Regions from separate parts of the Gasterosteus aculeatus genome. Here region 2 is linked to region 1. A link is a contact called in public Hi-C data. All regions are on one chromosome and are shown on one strand. Each heading gives the region's core, a stretch centred on a gene start, on an enhancer-like site or on the middle of the called end of the contact. The rest is flanking DNA. Distances are from core to core; before and after follow the strand shown.

The links. Hi-C and Micro-C count contacts between places; a contact is called where the count stands out from the background.
Region 2: a Hi-C map of whole body shows a contact between it and region 1, with 2.6 times the contacts expected there. The contact joins the promoter of cldn11a here to the enhancer-like site in region 1. A contact is called at or near these places in 2 of 6 Hi-C or Micro-C datasets (skeletal muscle and whole body).

The regions. Positions count from the first base shown.
Region 1 is chr15:11,421,011-11,424,451 of fGasAcu3.hap1.1, reverse strand. It overlaps LOC120832906 (eukaryotic translation initiation factor 5A-1), which reads right to left. Exons shown (of 5, transcript XM_040199592.2): 5 at 3,169-3,441. Among protein-coding and RNA genes, the nearest start is that of LOC144388418, 5.4 kb to the left of the region's middle. Within about 2 kb of position 1,806, at least 1 of the 9 cell types and tissues checked has open chromatin away from gene starts, as enhancers often do.
Region 2 is chr15:11,469,636-11,473,076 of fGasAcu3.hap1.1, reverse strand. cldn11a (claudin 11a) reads left to right here and starts at 1,667. Exons shown (of 3, transcript XM_040199499.2): 1 at 1,667-2,103; 2 at 2,284-2,448. The coding sequence starts at 1,878.

The DNA.
Region 1 (3,441 bases), core at 557-3,056:
GCATCCCTCTGTGCAGCCAAGTCTCTAAATAAAACATTGAAATGTTTTGCTTGTGAAGTCATTCATTAATTCTTCAAAGCGGGACACGAGGGCCTCGACAACGGCACGACTGAACATAAGGTCGTCGGCTAAATTGACTTTTTCTGAAGAAAAAAGTCTGGGACAGATTGGTTTCTGTGTGGTTTTTAAATGTGCACCTATTAACATTTAGGCACAGAAAAGACCTTTTGTCAAACATATTTGTCTGGTATGCTTGGATTGGTCGTGAGACTGGGGGTTATTTGGTTTCTTTTCCCAGTAGGAAAATATCTTGGCTCATCCTGGGTATAATGTGTATGACCAGACCCAGAGAAATGACAGTAACAGACATTCAGTTAATGTCTATTAGAGATATAAATGTGGTTTCATCGGTTGTTACCTGGGCAATAGGTAGACGTCTACTAACCTTTACTACTTTCCCACATTTAACCTTGTCTTTGACTGCATTATCTGGCTGCTATAGCATTTGTGACCAAGTTCATTTTGCAGAAAAAGTGAATCCATAAATCCTGTTATGCAATAAGCATTTTAATTGCATGCATTCATTGCATGCTGCCTTTCCATTTGTCTCCACATACAAATCACCGCACACACACACACACACACACACACACACACACACACACACAGAAACCTTCCCTCCTCTCCGCAGGATCGAGCACATGAAAGGAGGAAAAAACCCTTCCTTTTGTCCTTCATCAGTCCTCCAAACCCCGTCAGTGGCTACGCTGCCCCCCCCCCCCCACACACACACACACACACACACACACACCACTCCACCTTCAAGATCTGGATTCAATAACTCCCAGATCTTCAAAAACCCTTCGACAAACACACACACGCAGATATGAGAACACACACACACACACACACTATAAAAAGGGCAAACACATTTGACTGAAACATTCTACGGCATTTGGACTGTGTATAAATCGAAGCTAGTTAGACAGTACTGATGGTAACTAGTATTCCTGAATAATGGTTTAAACATATTTTAATCCCTTCCCCCTCCTCTTTCTTTGTGGTTTCACAATAAGCTCATTACATGACAAGAGACAAGGGAATGGAACTTTTCCAGTTTCTTTTGGACGCAGCTCGTGTTGTTTCATACTGAGAATAATAAGCTTATTAAGTTGCATGTCTGCGCTGTATAATGAGGCCGAATACAAGAAAAAATAATCATAATTTGGTTTGGTGTGCGACTGACAGGCAACAACATGACATTTTCACTCAACTCTTTGTGACACACGCGCACACACAAGCAAAGTTGATCCTAAAGTTTCAATAAGCGCACACGGCTCACACTAATTGACCTCTGGTCTCTCTCCATCTCATGCCGTGTCCAGACAAAAGGTCCTGTGGTTACATACTGGCACTACTCTGCACTAAGTGCGACCCCAGTGTTGATAGTCGGTGTGTGTGTGTGTGTGTGTGTGTGTGTGTGTGTGTGTGTGTGTGTGTGTGTGTGTGTGTGTGTGCGTGTGTGCGTGTGTGAGTGTGTGCTTGGTGGATTTTCCCTGATTTACAAGAGAGGCTTGAAACTCAATCAAATCTGCGACCGCTGCGAACGGCTCCATCCACTCCAAACGTCGGGCCGGGATCCAACGGCTCCACCGTCTGGATAAACACGTCTGAAGCACCGTGGAACGGCCCGACTCCTCCAATCCCCTCCAGAATCCCTGCTTCCGTCTTCACACCGAGCCTTCAGAGCGTCCAGACCAAGAGTTCCCAGTAAAACGGTGGGGAGGGAAGGACGCACTGCAGGCTTCTCTGTAAGGCCCTAATGGCTTCAGCGTGTTGGCACTATGGAGCGACTCTCTGCACATGTTAGGAAGGGAGTGTGTGGTCTGCAGAGTGATGAGGAAGTACACTTTCCTCTACGACGAAAAAGACAACATGCATTGGTGCCGAGAGGACGTGGCCGTGTCCTTGGTTTGAAAACAGGCATCGGGGGTTACGGACACAGTCATCTTCTAAATGGAACGCTGTATGAGAGAGCACATCCGTCCACGGCAAAGCACACGGAGCGCTTCATGACTGGCTAAAAGTCACGCGCACGGAGATCATTTAAATATTTTGAGCATCTTCACATACGGTGCAGCATGTGTGTGTGTGTGTGTGTGGCTTTTTAGACCACTTTTACCTCCATTACTAACTTGAGCTTGTACAGATGTAAATAAACAGAGATGGATGAATGGATGCATGGACGCTCAGAAGCTCAGCTATCAAAGGTAATTCTTTACTGCCATCTACTGAGCGCTTAACATCAGTGCGTCTCGTGCACTCTCTTTAGTATTTGGCGCATATTAATCTGCATCAACACATATTCTATGCAACAGCCACTGACAACACTTAGTGGCGTTGAAGATACAGAACGAGTGTTTTCACACAGACATGGAGTGTAATAACAAAATGTGTTTAATTTATGTTCACATTTTGTATAATTCTAATCACGCTCGCTTCGTTTCAGCCTGAAAGAAAACGGTGGAGCGACTTCAGACGGATGCAAAACCAGAATTTGACAATTATGCTGAAGGCCGTGTAGTTTGTTTTTTTCAAGTGTAATTTTCAGGTTTTGGGTTTTAGGTCAATTGTTTTGTTTATTTTGTAACTGCTTTTCATTGTTCATATTTGTACGATGTAAACGACCTTTGACCAGCTTCTAAAAGCGCCATACAAATGTTTTCTTTAATAAAAAAAACAACCTTTCAACGTCGATCCATTCACAACTGTAGAGCTACTTAGCCAATAGCCAATCTATTTGCAGCTGGGCAACAGCTGGCCTCTCACTCAGTGTGCATGAGTCCACCCAGCCACTGAGCTAGAATGGAAGAATTATGGTAAATAACAGCAACCGATGGTATTGTTTAAGTTTAGGCGGAATTATATTAATGTATAAGACACCAAGTATTAATAGGACCAGGTTTCTGCTCTCAAATGACCTGTAAGGTCAAGACGACGGTGTAACTGATCTTTATGAACAGGGTTGTGGCCCAAAGTGAGCTATTTTCATTTTCATTTAAGGGTGTAGTTACTTTGTAAAAGGGGGTTCAATCCCCCACAAAATCCACCACATTTTAAAGCGTTGAATTGAACCGTCCGACACCAAGAGAAAAAAAACGATGAATGTGCCGAGGAACATCTGATTCTTTATTCAGCCTGTACAAAAAAAAACTTGTGAATTTTGATCGAGCAACTGTACATTGGTAAGAACAGCGCCAACGTATCTTTATTTTCCAGAATAAACCGAAGGTCAAATTTCTTTTTACAAATTGTTTGGATCAAACATTCAAAGGAAGGAAAGTTGAGAAATACCCCAGAAACCCCCCACAGCGTACACACGGAACATACATCACCAGACTAAGTCACCTATTCCCGATCAAACAGAATACACTGTGGTCG
Region 2 (3,441 bases), core at 418-2,917, 49 kb before region 1:
GGCGGTCTGCTGGCTTCCTCATTCTCCCGTGCCACAAGCTTGTAGACTTTCACACACACACACACACACACACACACACACACACACAAACACACACACACATTCCCCTGCCACCTCCTATTTCGAAGCCCAGGAGGTCTAAAATCCCATCATCCCTCCATGTCAGCGTCACTGTTGCAATCCCCCACTTCCCGCCATTAGCATAATATTCCCATTCCCTTGCCGCCTCACTCCTCTTGCATCAGACAAACTGCTCTGGGAATCATAGGGGAATATTCCCTGCTCATGCTCAGACTAAGTCTTATGACTTTTATCGCAATGAGTTTTGAATTTTCTCTCTCTCTCTCTGAATAAAATACTGCATAATCACATATCTGTCAACTATTATTTCGCTTTGTTTTTTTGTTTGATTTCTCTTTTATTTCGTTGACATACGCTTACGTGAACAAAGCAATAGACACGACCACAGATGATGATCATCCATGCTGGAGTGTCAGTCGGGGCTGGTACGAGGGTATATGCCGGCCGGAGCCGTGTCAGGAGCCCGTACATCTTGTGTTAGCGCTTTCTAATTGCCTAAACTCCAGTAAGTGCCTGTGGCGCTCCATCGAAGCAGCTGACTTGAATCCAACTCATCTTCTGTCAAAAAAACATAATGAGGCTACACTGAACTCAGTGCAACGGAGTAAAAATCATAATTGATTATTTTCAATCGAATGCTTTCAGCTGCAGTAAATAGTGAGCATGTATTAACAAGATGCATGTGCCATTACCTCCAAAACTGCTGGCTAAAGCTTTCCGTCCCACTGATACATTGCAGTCTTTTGCTTATGTTTTTGTGCACTTAGTGCCTCTGCTTAAACTACATATATAAAAAAGAAAAGAAAAAATACAGGCACTCCGAGCAAATCGCAAAGATTGCCACCATGAAATTTATCTATTAGACCTAAAAGTACCGATCAGAGTACAGATCAAATGTTTTCATAGCAAATCGATCTGAATTACTTTTAGTCACATTGTTTAGTCACATCTGAAAGGTCTGTTCCATCGCTAGACCGATGCACCTTACCTCCAACCGGCAAGGAGAGGAAGAAGGAAACGTTATGTCCATTACACTTGGTTGTTAAACGTAGGCCATTGCTATGCAATGTCGCCCTCTGTTGATCGTTTGGATTATATAGAGCAGTGGTTCCACAAAGTGGCTTTTAGGGACCAGGAAAGCAACCACAGCTATAAATGGGAATAAGCCACTAACTGACTGACTGAATTCACCGAAAAGAATATGTGTACATCTATAAAAGGTTATTCATGACGTTAGAAACAAACACACAAACACAAACACAAACACAAAAGGTTCTTGTTTAGGGCTCCAAAGTATTTTGTGGAAAATATGCGTACGTCAGACGTGTGTAGTGTGTGAAATACAATCCAGCCAGCAGATGGCAGCAGCTTTTTGGTTAAATTTGACCAGATTCAAACTCAGTCAGTAAACCCTGAATGGGTTGTATTTCAGCAAGAAAAGGGTAGAGTTAAAAGTGGGTTGTGTTGTTTTCTCCCGGTCTACTTTTTTTTGTCCGTATCCAGGTTTCCTATTGGTTTTCATCTTTAGAGTAGTCTGCCCCTTTTCTGAACTTTCCCTATAAAACCTGTGATGATGTGAAAGCTTCATTCTTTTGTATTGTGCAGCCCAGCCCAATTGATGGACGTACGAAATTGCAAGGAGAGAAAACAAACCTTGGCACTGGATTAACTTGTAAAGTGGAATATAAGTTTTAGAATTGAAGTTGGTCCATATTTGTTAATCACTCTCAACTGAAGTGTTGAGGTTTGTAACAGTTTCTGGACCTGAGATCAGTGGTCGTTACGCAGTTTGCACCATGGCAAACTCGTGCCTTCAACTGAGCGGCTTCCTCATTATCTTCCTTGGCTGGCTGGGCATCGTGATCGCGATATCCACCAATGACTGGGTGATTATGTGCAAATACAGCTTGAACACATGCAAGAAGACGGATGAGCTGGAAACCAAAGGACCCTGGGCGGAATGTGTCATCTCCACAGGCCTCTACCACTGTTTCTCCCGATCGCAGATCCTGGATCTCCCAGGTACTGTTCTGCGTACTTCCCTACATTACCGCCGTTGTTCTTATCACAATAGATATCGTGCAATTTATTTACAAGATGCTATTTCCACCACGTCTCCTGATCAGGGTTGTGTTGTGTTAAATCTGAGAAGGTCTGTTTTTTGGCATTGATACCATGTTTGTTCCACATGTGCCTCTGAAGCCTACATCCAGACAACTCGTGCCCTGATGATCGCAGGTTCCATCCTCGGTCTCCCGGCAGTGGCGATGATTCTCATGTCCATGCCCTGCATCAACTTTGGCAATGAACCCCAAGGCCCCAAGAACAAACGCACTGTCTTGGGAGGAGTGCTCATTCTCGTAGTCGGTAAGAGACGTCCACTTTACCTCATGCGCTCAAATGCGGCTGTAATGAATTAGTCTAGGAGAAGACGGGAAGTCCTGAACGGAAAAGCGGTAAGGTCAATGAGAGGCGGTCCAACTGTTTTGAGCCTACGTGCACACACACACACACCAGCTGCTGAGATCGCAGGGTGTTGGATGTGATTGTCTTCCTCCCGAGGGTGCACACACATGCACACACTCTGACCCCTGCCCACCAGTTCCCATCACATTCCTCTCCTCCGCCTACTCTCATCCACACCCTCCGTTCGTCCTGAACGACACGGAAACTCACTCCCCGATGTGTTCAGTTGTGCTTATGAAAAATAACACCCTTTAACACCTGTGTCCATCGTTTGACTTCCCCACTGCCCACGTTTTTTTACAGCAAAACCTTTCCCAACATTCCATATGAAATAGTTAAACCCTTGAGTTAATGGATTTTCAATTTTGCATTTGATGTGGTATTTGCAAGCTTGTTGCACAGCAGAATAACAATCATCTCCCCACAATGCGTGCATACAGACAGTACAATTTACCAAGCGCCAATTAGTTTAAGACCAAGTTTAATTATTCTGCTCAATTGTGTACTCTGAAGCACCAGCCGGGAGACGTTCAGTCCACAAATTACTTGTGGATTTGGTTATCGGCTTTCTGGTGCAATGTATTTATATCACGCAGGCAGGCAAAAATTTCACGCAGTTCTGTGTTAACTTCAAGCGTCTACTGGCACAAACCCAAAATATACTTCATGTCTTAGTCAGCGGTATAAGGATTTAGATATTTGTGTAAGTCTTAGAACAAGCCTCTCTTCTACAGCTCAAGGCGTAGTTTATAGAACACCATTAAGCCGTGCTACTAAATAATATTATTCCACACATTCTTTCTTCCAGTCTGTCGTCTATTTCTGTCCTGTTGAGCAATGAATAATGTAAAAACTGTCATAGTTCTACTGACACTGTGCAGCATTTAGCCTTTC